2 separate regions of the Hordeum vulgare genome follow, and region 2 is linked to region 1. A link is a contact called in public Hi-C data. All regions are on one chromosome and are shown on one strand. The core of a region is the stretch at or near the end of the contact, and the rest is flanking DNA. Distances in the headings are between cores, read along the strand shown.

Region 1 (5,844 bases), core at 2,187-4,686:
TCCAACATCAACAAGCCACAGTGCTAGTACGCAACAGTCATAAATAGATTAAACATGGACACAGCAAAGAAGCCTTTCATGGGAAAGATCATAGCATATAGGAAAAGATGATATAATATATGAAAAGTATATCTTGCAAGGCTGATTTGTCATAGCACATCCAAATTTACAGTCGTCTATAGGTTACTACCAAATTTGTCCGAACTAAAGAGTTTTCAAACATAGTGTTCATCATATTTTTAACAAGATTATTGCTGCAAAGCCACACTAATACTACAGCAAGGAACGATCAAAGAAAACAGTTATGAAGCACATGGCCAACCTGTTTATGTGATGGGCTGCGGCCCCACGAAAGGCGAACTGCCTGCTTTCCAATGACAGCCCCATTCAACCCTTGAAGTGCTTCTTCTGCGTCAGTTCTAAAAACAGTGGCACAAATAGAAGTATTAGCTTGTAAGTTACATAGAAATAACCAGTAAAACACATAACAGCTTCAGAAACGTGCCTGTTGACATACTGAACAAAGCCACACTGCTTCCCTAGAGGAATTTTCACAGAGGCAACATCACCATATTTGGCAAATGATTTCCTCAGCTCGTCTTCACTAACATTTTGGTCGAGCCCACCAACATATACCTAAAGCAGGTTGAGAATTTCAGATTAGAAACTATGAAGCTACAAGGTTAATAAACAACATGGAAAACTCAGTATAGAGTATACACACCGTTCTGTTATTTGAATCGCCATCTGAATGGCCAGGTGTTGAGGAACCAGAATCACCTGAAGTTAATAGTCATTAAGTTGTGTAACAAGGGATTAAACCTATACGAATCTCATATGAGAAAATAACCATTTCCATATTGTCCTTAACAAAGAAGCAGAATACATAACATGCTACATATAAGAATGTGAGGACCAATAGCAATTGAATCAGTAGAACTGGCACCACTACAGCAGAAGGAACACTAGCACCGCAGTGGTCAGTAGATCATGGTGAAGTGGATTTGTTTGTTTCATACTATCTATTAATTTCTACAGGTCATGTACGTAGTCCAGAAAGGCAAAACAAGTACAGATGGATGATCAATAACAGAAAAAATCACCGTTCTTCATTAAAAGCAGGATGTGTTGCAAAATCCGAGATGAGGGAACTATCTGTTAATTTCTACAGGTCATGTACATAGTCTAGAAAGGCAAAACAAGTACAGATAGATGATCAATAATAACAGAAGAAATCACCGTTCTTCATTAAAAGCAGTATGAGTTCCAAAAGGCTAGATGGGAGAACACTAGGACAACATCAGGGCCATACAAGATATGAGTAGATTTTTCCGAAACAAATAGTGATAGTAATGGGTACAATGAGGCCATGAAATGAGTCAAATTTAGTGAAAGTTGAAGGACTTGTATGAAAAATACAAAACAATCCATAAACTAACAAAAAGAAGGCCGTACAGTTTAGGGCTGCAGAACAACCGCAAAGAAGGGACATACCAGAGGTTCTTCTAGGCGTTGCAGGTCCTATACGAATAGGTCTAGTAGAGCAATAAACACCGTTCATTTCAGTCATTGCATGAGCTTTGTCAGTATCATCTCCAAATCTAACAAATCCATAGCCCCTAGAACGGCCAGTGTTTGCATCAATAATAACTTTAGCTCCTTTCACGGAGCGATACTTGCTACCAAAAAGCTCCATCAACATTTCATCGGTAACATCAGCAGCTAAATCACCAACAAAAATTGAGTGGTCAGAGACAACTTCTGATCGCTTTTCACCCATGCTATAGGATGCCCAGTTTAACTTAAAGGCTCGATCAGTGTTGGGCATCACATGACCAGTAAAATTCTGAAGAGCTTTATCCGCTGATGCATGGGAAAAGAACTCTACAAAACCATATCCCTCTGATTGTCCAGTTTGCCTATTGCGGATAACTTTTATGGTTACCACCTATGAAGCAGATGTAGAGAAAAAGGTGAATAAACCAGTAGTTGAACAAGAGAAGAATTATACGCAATGATTTAATAAGGAAAAAAAATGAACCCATGAGTGGTTAACATTCATTATGTCTTTTAATAAACCCATCATGGTTTATGTGTGTGAAGGATAGTTCCTGGAAAATTGTACAAACACAAGACCGCATACAACTTGCTTTCTTTGTTACCACCTATGAAGCAGATGTAGAGAAAAAGGTGAATAAACCAGTAGTTGAACAAGAGAAGAGTTATACGCAGTGATTTAACAAGGAAAAAAATGAACCCATGAGTGGTTAACATTCATTATGTCTTTTAATAAACCCATCATGGTTTATGTGTGTGAAGGATAGTTCCTGGAAAATTGTACAAACACAAGACCGCATACAACTTGCTTTCTTTGTTACCATTTTCCAGACAAAGTACTTGCCACCTTTTCCACTTCCTGTCCACGTCAGTAAGCAAACCTCCCAATAAAAGATGGTAGTAATTGGTCAAGGCTTTCATTATGGCTTCCTTTTGCCTCTCCAACTGGTGTTTTACTTATTCCGTAATCACCAAAATGCATAACGAGCCCAGCTCATTCGTAACTTCTATTAAATTATACACGTCAAGACCATTTCCTCCAAACGAGTACTACTAACCAAACTAGTTTAAATCCCCAAAGTCGGCACATTTGGAAGCTAGCATCGCAAAGAATAATGCAATTTTGTTCGTTATTGCGTACAATCCAGAGGGAAGAAGAAATTGCTTGCAGTTATGGCAGTAATCAAAGAAGAGCACTCCGTACGTACTGTATTGAATGGCCTTAAAGTTGGCGCCTTGAGCAACAACTTTTCACGGCTAATTATAGAAGCATCGCCTTTTATTCGCATCAAGTGACAAGTAAGCACAAAATATACGCTTTCATGGCAATTTGATGGCACAACACATGAATCAGGACAAAGGAATGGGGCGAATCTTACTGTATTCGCGAGATCTAGTACGGACAAGTCCGGATCGGGAGAGAACACGAACCTCGCCGCTGGGGCCGAAGCAGTTATGGAGGTAGTTCTCGTCCATCCAGTACTGGAGGTCGCCGACCCAGATCGTCTTGTTCTCCTCGCAGCCGTTCCCGCCGGATCCGGCCGCGGGTGGCGTGGGCGTGCGTCGCCCGGCCGCGGCGGGCGGAGGCGGCGGCCCCGGCGCGTAGTGCTTGGCGAACTGCGGCGGCGGCGGGGGCGGGGCGGCCACCATGGACGGCGGCGGGTAGGGGAGGACGACCCACCGCGGCTGCGGCATGTGGTGGTGCGGGTGCGCGTGATGCGGAGGCGGGTGCGGATGCGGGTGCGCGTGGGGTTGGTGAGGCGGCACGGCCACCTGTGATTCGGTGGTGGTCGCCGCCATCTGCATCACCGTCCGCGCCGCCGCCGCCGAGGAGGGTCGCCTGGGGTTGGGGGAGTCTCGTGAGGTTGCGGAGGGCGGAAAGAGAGGGTGCCCGTGGGTGAGGTGACTGGATATATAGCGGGCTGGCGGCGGATTCAGGCCGTCGGATCTAGGAGTTCGTTATTCTGCTGGTCGTTGATTGAATGTGCGAGGGAGGCGACGTGTAGGGCCGGTGGGAGGTCCCAGGTTTGGAGCGCGTTGGTAGCTGCCGTTATAGCGCTGACAGTGTGGGCCCTGTGGTTTGGGAGTGCGATTGGCGAGTGTTTTTCTTTTCTTTTCGAGAGTGTTGTTGCTGGTTTTATATAATGCTTTTCGTATTTATTATACTGCCATAAATCAGTGTATGGTTGAGTGTCTTCCGATAACATTTGGGCGAATAGGAACGAAACAACTATGTCATTCTGTTAATATAAATTAGTCTAAAATTTGTCTTACATTTTGAGACGAAAATAATAATGTTCATGTTAATTGGCAGGTATGAATGAGGTCGTGCTGGACAAAGCTTTTTAAGATAGAAAGTACTAATCCTTCCATTCTAATCTCAAGTTAATTTAGTGTACCATATAGCACACATTTTGCTATCAAAATTAAAGATATATAAAGATGTGCGAAGAGAGCTAGTATTAAGAAGTTTCGTTGAATTGGTATGTGGGCTCACCGTAAAAATGTTGACAACAAATGAATAGAACTTTCATCAAAATCAAACAATCACTATGGAACCTTTGGTAAGTGGTTGATTCGAGAACCCATATGCACACTATATCACACCATGACCATCACAAGATTAAGATTTGGATAGTTCAACCACTAATGACATGATCTTGTGTGTCATATACTATGATTTTTCTCTTCACATCATGGAGATTCATTTGAGGTTTACGCCAAGCCTCTCAAAATAGAATGTTTCAACGTTCATGGTGTTGTTATGGTCTTCGAGGATCTAACCGCTTGATCGTTGTTCAAGCAAACTATTAGGTTTTGCATGAGGCTTTGATAAGATATTATACGCTTCAATTCGCCGTTTCATGGTTTGTGTGTCTCGTGTTGTGGTTAAGTGGCTTCTTTCAACAAACGGCTAGTTCTTGCTCAAGAAAGTCTAGTGTCGACACAACATGAATGTACGAGTGATTTGCTTTAGGGTACCAATGTTAGGTTGCACTATTCTAAGTTGCATAGGATCTCATGTTTGGCCAAGTGTAATTATATGCCAAGTAATAAATATGTATTCTATTGCAAAATAAAATGGTATGTAACCTAGTAAGTAAACAAAATAGGATATGACAACCGGTTATTCTAAAGTACACGTGTATCTTAAGTATTAACTTGATACCGAACTTGTGGACATGCATGTGGGGTTGTCGGTGGGGTTGTATAATTAAGAAGTGATATTATGTGGCATTAGTATCGGTGGTGCTTACATGTCTATATTTAGAAATATGATATGGAATGACTTTATTTAGCCATGGGCATTCAAGTTAGCATGTGTTGTTTTTAGCATATCATTTGAATGGGAACTTAGATAATTCGGTTTTTAAGGAGTGGAGTTCCTTCTCTGTAAGAAGAGTTGGTCTAGAGTGTGATTTAGATCAAAATAAAATTAAGGAGCTAGTGGTAGCGGGTTGTGGCAAAACAGTAATATCACGGTGATGGTATCTCAAGGGGTGCTTTTCCTCTCAATGCTGATGAGATATCTAGAGCTTTTATTTATAGTCTTCTTTGGAACAAATAGCATTGAAGTCAAAATATCCTCTCAGTGGTAGTTTATACAAAATAACTATATGTATAACTATAAGTGTGTTCTTATCCGTCAAAACACTTCCGTGCCCTTCAACTAGATGTCCTGCTTTTTTCGATACTCCATGATGCGCGCATACATCTTTATTAGAATACATTATTGATCGTCCAAAGCAAAATGTAAGGTATAGTGAAAGGCCCAACCATAGCAGGTGGATGACAGGATTGCATGACTCATAAACATAATACATAACTATTACTAGATCACCATCCAAACCAGTTGAATGTTTGTTGTGGTGCTTCTATGGTTGCACTCAAAGGCTATAGGCACATGATCCTCCACGGATTGCACAGAGCACCACACATTACTACTCCCTCCGTCCCAAAATTATTTTTTTAGGTTTGTCTAGAAATGGATGTATCAAAATACTAAAACATGACTAGATACATTCATATCTAAACAAATATAAGACAAGAAGGGACGAAGGGAGTACAAATTAGAGTAGCACTACCCCCTCATCATTGACCGGTCATTGTCCACATGTTAGTGATGATCATTAAAACTAACTGGGCACTCCAGATGTGTTAGTGATATCAATTTTGGTTTCGGTTCAATGGTTATCACGGATCGTTCTAATGTTGACCAGTAAGTGATAGCTTGTCCCAATGATTGAACTAGACTGATTATTATCACCCATTGTCTGTTATATTTGA
Region 2 (5,844 bases), core at 1,540-4,039, 410 kb before region 1:
GCAGAGAAGGATGGATCAAGGACATAGGGCTTCAAAAGCTTGATTCTGGGAACATCACTAACAATATAATGGAGAGGGCAGTGGTGAACACCTATATCACCAAAAGAACCCTTGAGGTGGGCTAGAGGAAGAAGAAGATTCCATCATCCACATTACCTCAAGGAGTGCCGAAAATCAGGGTAATTAAAGTGCTATGAAGTAGTACTTTGGCGGTTTATGTGAGCCCTAATAGTTAACATGTAAGTTCATGAGCGAGAGATCTTAATGCGGAGTGAATACACTCATACGATAATCTTCCATGCCTCCATCCACATTTTAAAACAATTAAAATATTTAACTTTTTAGTAAGTAAGAAGGGAATATAATCTAGTTAAAATTAGGGGAAACAGTAAAAAAACTGGTACATGCATGGCCAATCTACACTCAAAGCCTCAAACGTCCAATAAGGCCTAAATTGCTGCATATCGGCAGTGCAATAAACACAACAAAAACGCTACAACCGAGCACACATAAACCAAACACGACTCACTCCATCGAAGCCCCTCAACAATTGTACGATATAAGAAGTCATGACTGCTACTGAAGGAGCAAACTCGCGATGCTCTCACGGCAATGAAGGCGCATGCACTCCACAAGCTAGACACAATTTGTATGTAATGTGATGCTCGATACACCGATGACCAGCACTACGCGCTACCTCGTCGTCCACACAACCACGACGTTGTTAAACTCTCAAGGCCACCACCCTTCCGCTCCGCTGCCCCTAGGCATGGTGCACCAATACCACCTTTCAGGTTCGCCATTGGCATCCCACCATCCGCTACCACCTATAATGTATGCTACATGGGGCAACCGTTCGTAGAATATGGTGATATGTTGCCGTCTCGAGATAAAATCAGATCTCTTTCACTCTCTAAAACGCTAAGACGACAAGCTCGCTAACAATATTATCACACATACCCATGTTGTATAAAAGAGAAAAAGTACATAGAAACTCTATTATTTGTACACCACTCGCACCTACTGGACTCTCTAAAAAGGAAAAGAGGAGGGGAAACATGTACTGCCTTTGTAGAAATGCTCGACAAAGAAATAGATGTAACTAACCGTATTTTAGTTATAGATACATCTATTTTTATTTATTTGAACGATAAATAATTCCGAACGAAGGGAGCATATGACAAGTAAACGATATATACATTCATCGGCACCAATGTTAATGGTGGCTGGCTAATTCACCTTTTATTCTCACCTTTAAGAGGAGCTTGTACCTCCTCACCTTGACCCTACCCGGCCGCGCCAACTTTCTAGCCTACATCGGCTTCTTATCCCTGTTGTTCCCCTTTTTTTTGCCATCCCGAGCGGCAAGGGCAATGGTGGCTTCTCGTCGACCTTGGGCTTCTTGACGGGTTTACCGACCTCACCTTCAAGGACCGCCTCCCCAAATACCACCACTCACACTTGAGTTACAACGCCGCACGGCCTAATCACCTACAACCTATATGACACAGGGTAACCGTTCGCAAAACATGAATGTTGCACCAACTCATCTTGAGGCCGTCGCCCGACATAACACCGCTCACTGCCACCTCCAATCTATGCTTCACAAAGCAACCATATGCAACAGTTGTACCGGCTCATCTGGGCCGCCGTCCCGACGTAAAGTCAAACCGTCCCTTCTATATATGCACGTCAACTTGATATATAATTAAAACCGACAAGGCTTAAGATTTGTACAGCACTAGCACGGTAGTAGACTCTCTCCCCAAAAAGAGAGGAAAACCCCGTACAAGACGGGCAAACGATATTTACATGCTAGATCGACACCAATGTCGACGGTGCCTAGCTAGTTATTTGGCTACTTCCCCTTTTGATTCTATGATCCTGGCTAGCAGCTAATCACCTCTGCCAGGAGCTTGTACCTCCTCACCTTGACCCTACCCGGCCGCGCCAGCTTCCCGGCCTGCATCGGCTTCTTGTCGCCGCTGTTCCCCTTCGCTCCCGCGCCTGGCGACGGCGGCAGCGGCGGCCTCTCGTCGACCTTGGGCTTCTTGACCGGCTTACCGACCTCCGCGGGCGATCTCCTCGACCTCGTTGCAGTGGCGCATCCGGCCTCGTTGTGGTGCCGCCGCTCCTCCTCGTCGGAGGTCGACGTCTCCGTCGACGCCACCATCCTCCGCTTCTCCGCCTTCTTGCTAGCCACCGGTTGAGCGTGGGGTTGGGCGTGGGCTTCTGCGGGCTCCCTCAGGCACCAGTTGCACCTCCTGTACGCCGTGGCCCTCGGGTACAGCTCGCTGCAGTATCTACACATACACATGCATGACAAACACACGCCCAGATCAGAATCAGGTCGATCGATAGTAGGGAAAAAACTGGATCGAGCGCGCGCGCAAGGCACGTACGTACCTGTGCTGCAGGCGGACGCGGCAGAGCTTGCAGCGGAGCAGCTCGTGCGGCAGGCCGCGGTCGCCGCACATGCAGCAGACGGCGCCGGCGCCCAGCGGAGAAGGTGGCGGCTCCATGGAAGCTTATTATGATCCGCAGCGCGCGCGGCCGGTGCTAGCTTAGCTAGCTGCAGGTGGATGGGAGGGAGTGGGATGAAGTGAGACGGTCGGCCTCCGCGGTGTGCTTTATATCTACCAGTGGATATGGAGATGCTCGTAGTCGTAGCGTACGAGCCTAGGCATTAACGCGCTCACATCTTCTCTCTGGGTGTGGCGTTTATGGTTGCAGGGGCAGCTTTCGTGAGGTACGGCCGGGGTAGGGTAGGGTAGGAGAGGGAGGGAGAAGAGGTGGCCTCCTTCCTATTTATATAGGCCCAAGAAAGAGAGGGAGGGAGGGAGGGAGGGAGGGAGCGATGAATGTGAATGGCTACCGTGGACTGAGGACAAGACTTGCAGTTAAGCTTTGGTTTATTTTCGTTTTTCTGATGAGGGGAGGGGGCCCATGCGCCCGTCATCTTATATCTGTCCTGCCGTGTGATCCCGATGGCGGCCACCTCGGCTGGTTGGACACAACCAGCGACATTGACGATTCGGTGCTAGGGACAAGGACGGCTCATTGGTCTCGTCCATTGCACTGCATCATCATGCCGGATCAACATCTCCGGCCGCAGCAGCGAGAAAATAAAAAAACCCAGAGCACCTTAATCAGTTGGGAGCACTATACGTGGAAGCAGCGATCCATCGGTGCGGAATTTCTCGGCTTGCATTTCGATCAGATAGGATGACACGATGGATGCAGGATATTTTGTTCCCCGAATAAAATCCGCCCGCCCGCCAGCCGGAATATAAAACCCCTGCCTACCTAGGTACCGATACCGATTCTTTCTGGGACGAGTGCGCATAAAAACAAAGCTGGCACGCACGATCAGCTTCTTCGATCAGCTTCTTCCTCTAAAACTTTTAGAGAGAGAAGAAGCACCGCTCCGATTACCATTAGTAGAAATCGGTGTGAGGTTCAGCACATCGCTTTTTGGGCACCGAGGCAGAATTGCAGGATAACCATCTTCATCCATCCATCCACTCAATCTTCTGTGCTACCGTATAAATAAAACGCATAGGAATAAAAATCCGTGAAAGAGGCAAAGCGAAAGCAACTGACGGGGCTCGAAAACGTATGGAATCCGTCCGTGTCCTCAACGATTCCCTGCGCTAAACAAGTTTGAGTTTCCTGCATGCGCGTGCTCCTCTGATGTGCCGTACAAGAAATGACAAAAAATATAAAGGGGAGACTGACTTGAAGACCTGGACTTGGTTACTCTTACTCGTTCGGGTCTTCCTTGGGCATTAAGGGACGGGACGTTAGACATCGATGGCTATCTTTGTTAGTACCACCACCCACGTCGGCGTCGTCTTATCGTTGTCGATCGAGACAGGCGGTGTGAACTGGTTCATGGCTTGATGACTTAATCTGATTCTGATCCCGCGTCGGGAGGTGAGTGAGCTCATGATATGGATCTAGTCTAGTGCAACCACGCCTGGTCCAAGTCTACTTACGGAGGGATCCCTTTTGAAAGCGTGTAGGAGGCACGATCCCAAATAAGATTAGAGGACTGTGATTGTATGGGAACATTTCGAATTTGGAGATTCATATGAACACCACTCATCTCCACATGCAGATGCATGCACGTATTAGATGATAAAAGTTGATGTTGTCCTAGATTGTCATGTCCCTACTTTGATGTTTTAAAATGTCTTCTAGCTCAAAACTCCGTTTTCATCAACTAAATTTGCCGCTACCACATCTCCGAAAATAAATCTCATGTTGACATGATTCGACGATTTTTATTTTGGATCAAAAGTTATCAAGATGCAGTACATAAGTTAACGGGTATGCAATATATAAGATACACATATTGTTTACACATAAGTTATCGGACATAAACATGGGTTTTCCTACCTTCTTCCCACGTGCACTAACGAAAGTTGATGTCATCACAACTTCTTCCCGTTTTGAAAACACAAAATGTTTTGTATCCGAAACAGTCGGTGCAATGTAAAATCCATTTTACCATTAAATATATCGGGATGGGACTGTCAAAACTAGATCACATGTTAGATATGTTTCAACGATTTTTTTTGATCTATGGAATGTAAGAACTTGTTGATATTTGGGTGCTTTTTGGTTGTGACTGCATATGTTTGTATCTAGTTATACAAATGATCACTTGCTATTGATCTACATGTGCATGTCAAATGAAGGAGGCCGAACCTGGGCGGACAATTGGTGCACCAGGTTCATAACCTGGTCCACAACTGATGTCTGCGCACACGTCCAAACATGCCCCCAAACATTTGGAATGTCTAGTTTGATGTACGGTGTTAGGCTTCCTGCCCTAAGAGCATCTCCAACAGCTCCCTTTTCCGCTATAAAATCCTGATATTAAAGGAGTTAGGCAAAAAAAGAGGTAATATCATTGGTAGTCACTAAACTTACGTCTAATGTGCAGTTTGGTGATACAACTTAAAAAATACAGTTTTCTGGCTAATTAACTTGTGTTTAGGTGCAGATCCGGTCACTCTGGTCGACTGCACGCGCATCCGCCGCTGGCGTGGCATGCCACTCAAGCATAGGGCTGAGAGGGGGGGGGGGTGGAGCGTCGCACGCGTGCTTTTTTGCATGGACCCCCCTTGAACTTGTTTTTTATGCAAAATAGTCCCTGCTGACAGCGGCCCCAACGAAATCCAGTAGTTCTCAGTTGCTACTCCCCCTCCCGTGTCCCTGTCGCCACTCGGTTTGCAATTTGACACCTCCTGGATATGACAGACATTAAAACTGGATTTATGCTTGAAAACAAAATCATAGATAAGACATTATACATTAAACTCAATTGTAAATTGGAATGGACATAATTGAAGCTGATGATGACTGAACTTACTGAACGTACACTAATTGAACTAGCTGAATGAAAGATAATTGAATTTGTTAAGGAAGACTGCACTTGCTAGCGATTACTCTGGCACACTAATCTGAACTGTAGTAGGACCAGTTCTCGTCATCGTCAAACGAAAGTTCGATAATCTCGTGTTTTTGTTTGTGTGTGTGTGGTGGTGGGGGGGGGGGGCAATTGCACCATGTGCGCAGCACAACACTCGTCGCAGGCACGACGCTCTGCTTTAGTGGCTTAGCGTGTGATGTGGTCCGCCTGCGTGGTGGAGAGAGATGCCACAATGATGTCATTATCGAGCTTCTGATTTGTGATACGTCTCCAACGTATCTATGATTTTTAATTGTCCATGCTATGTTATTATCATTCTAGGATACTTTTTGGGTATTTATTTACTAATTAATATTATTTTTGGGTACTAACCTATTAATCCAGTGCCTAGTGCGAGTTGTTGT

Evidence for each region. Hi-C and Micro-C count contacts between places; a contact is called where the count stands out from the background.
Region 2: a contact with region 1 is called in a Hi-C map of seedling, with 2.6 times the contacts expected there. The contact joins the promoter of LOC123430348 here to the promoter of LOC123426861 in region 1. A contact is called at or near these places in 4 of 6 Hi-C or Micro-C datasets (leaf, seedling and an unstated tissue).

The regions. Positions count from the first base shown.
Region 1 is chr2H:502,651,931-502,657,774 of MorexV3_pseudomolecules_assembly, reverse strand. It overlaps LOC123426861 (polyadenylate-binding protein RBP47-like), which reads right to left and starts at 3,436. Exons shown (of 6, transcript XM_045110759.1): 1 at 2,989-3,436; 2 at 1,495-1,948; 3 at 725-780; 4 at 506-636; 5 at 323-419. The coding sequence starts at 3,363.
Region 2 is chr2H:503,062,515-503,068,358 of MorexV3_pseudomolecules_assembly, reverse strand. LOC123430348 reads right to left here and starts at 2,789. Exons shown (of 2, transcript XM_045114215.1): 1 at 2,407-2,789; 2 at 1,661-2,303. The coding sequence starts at 2,522. The coding sequence ends at 1,889.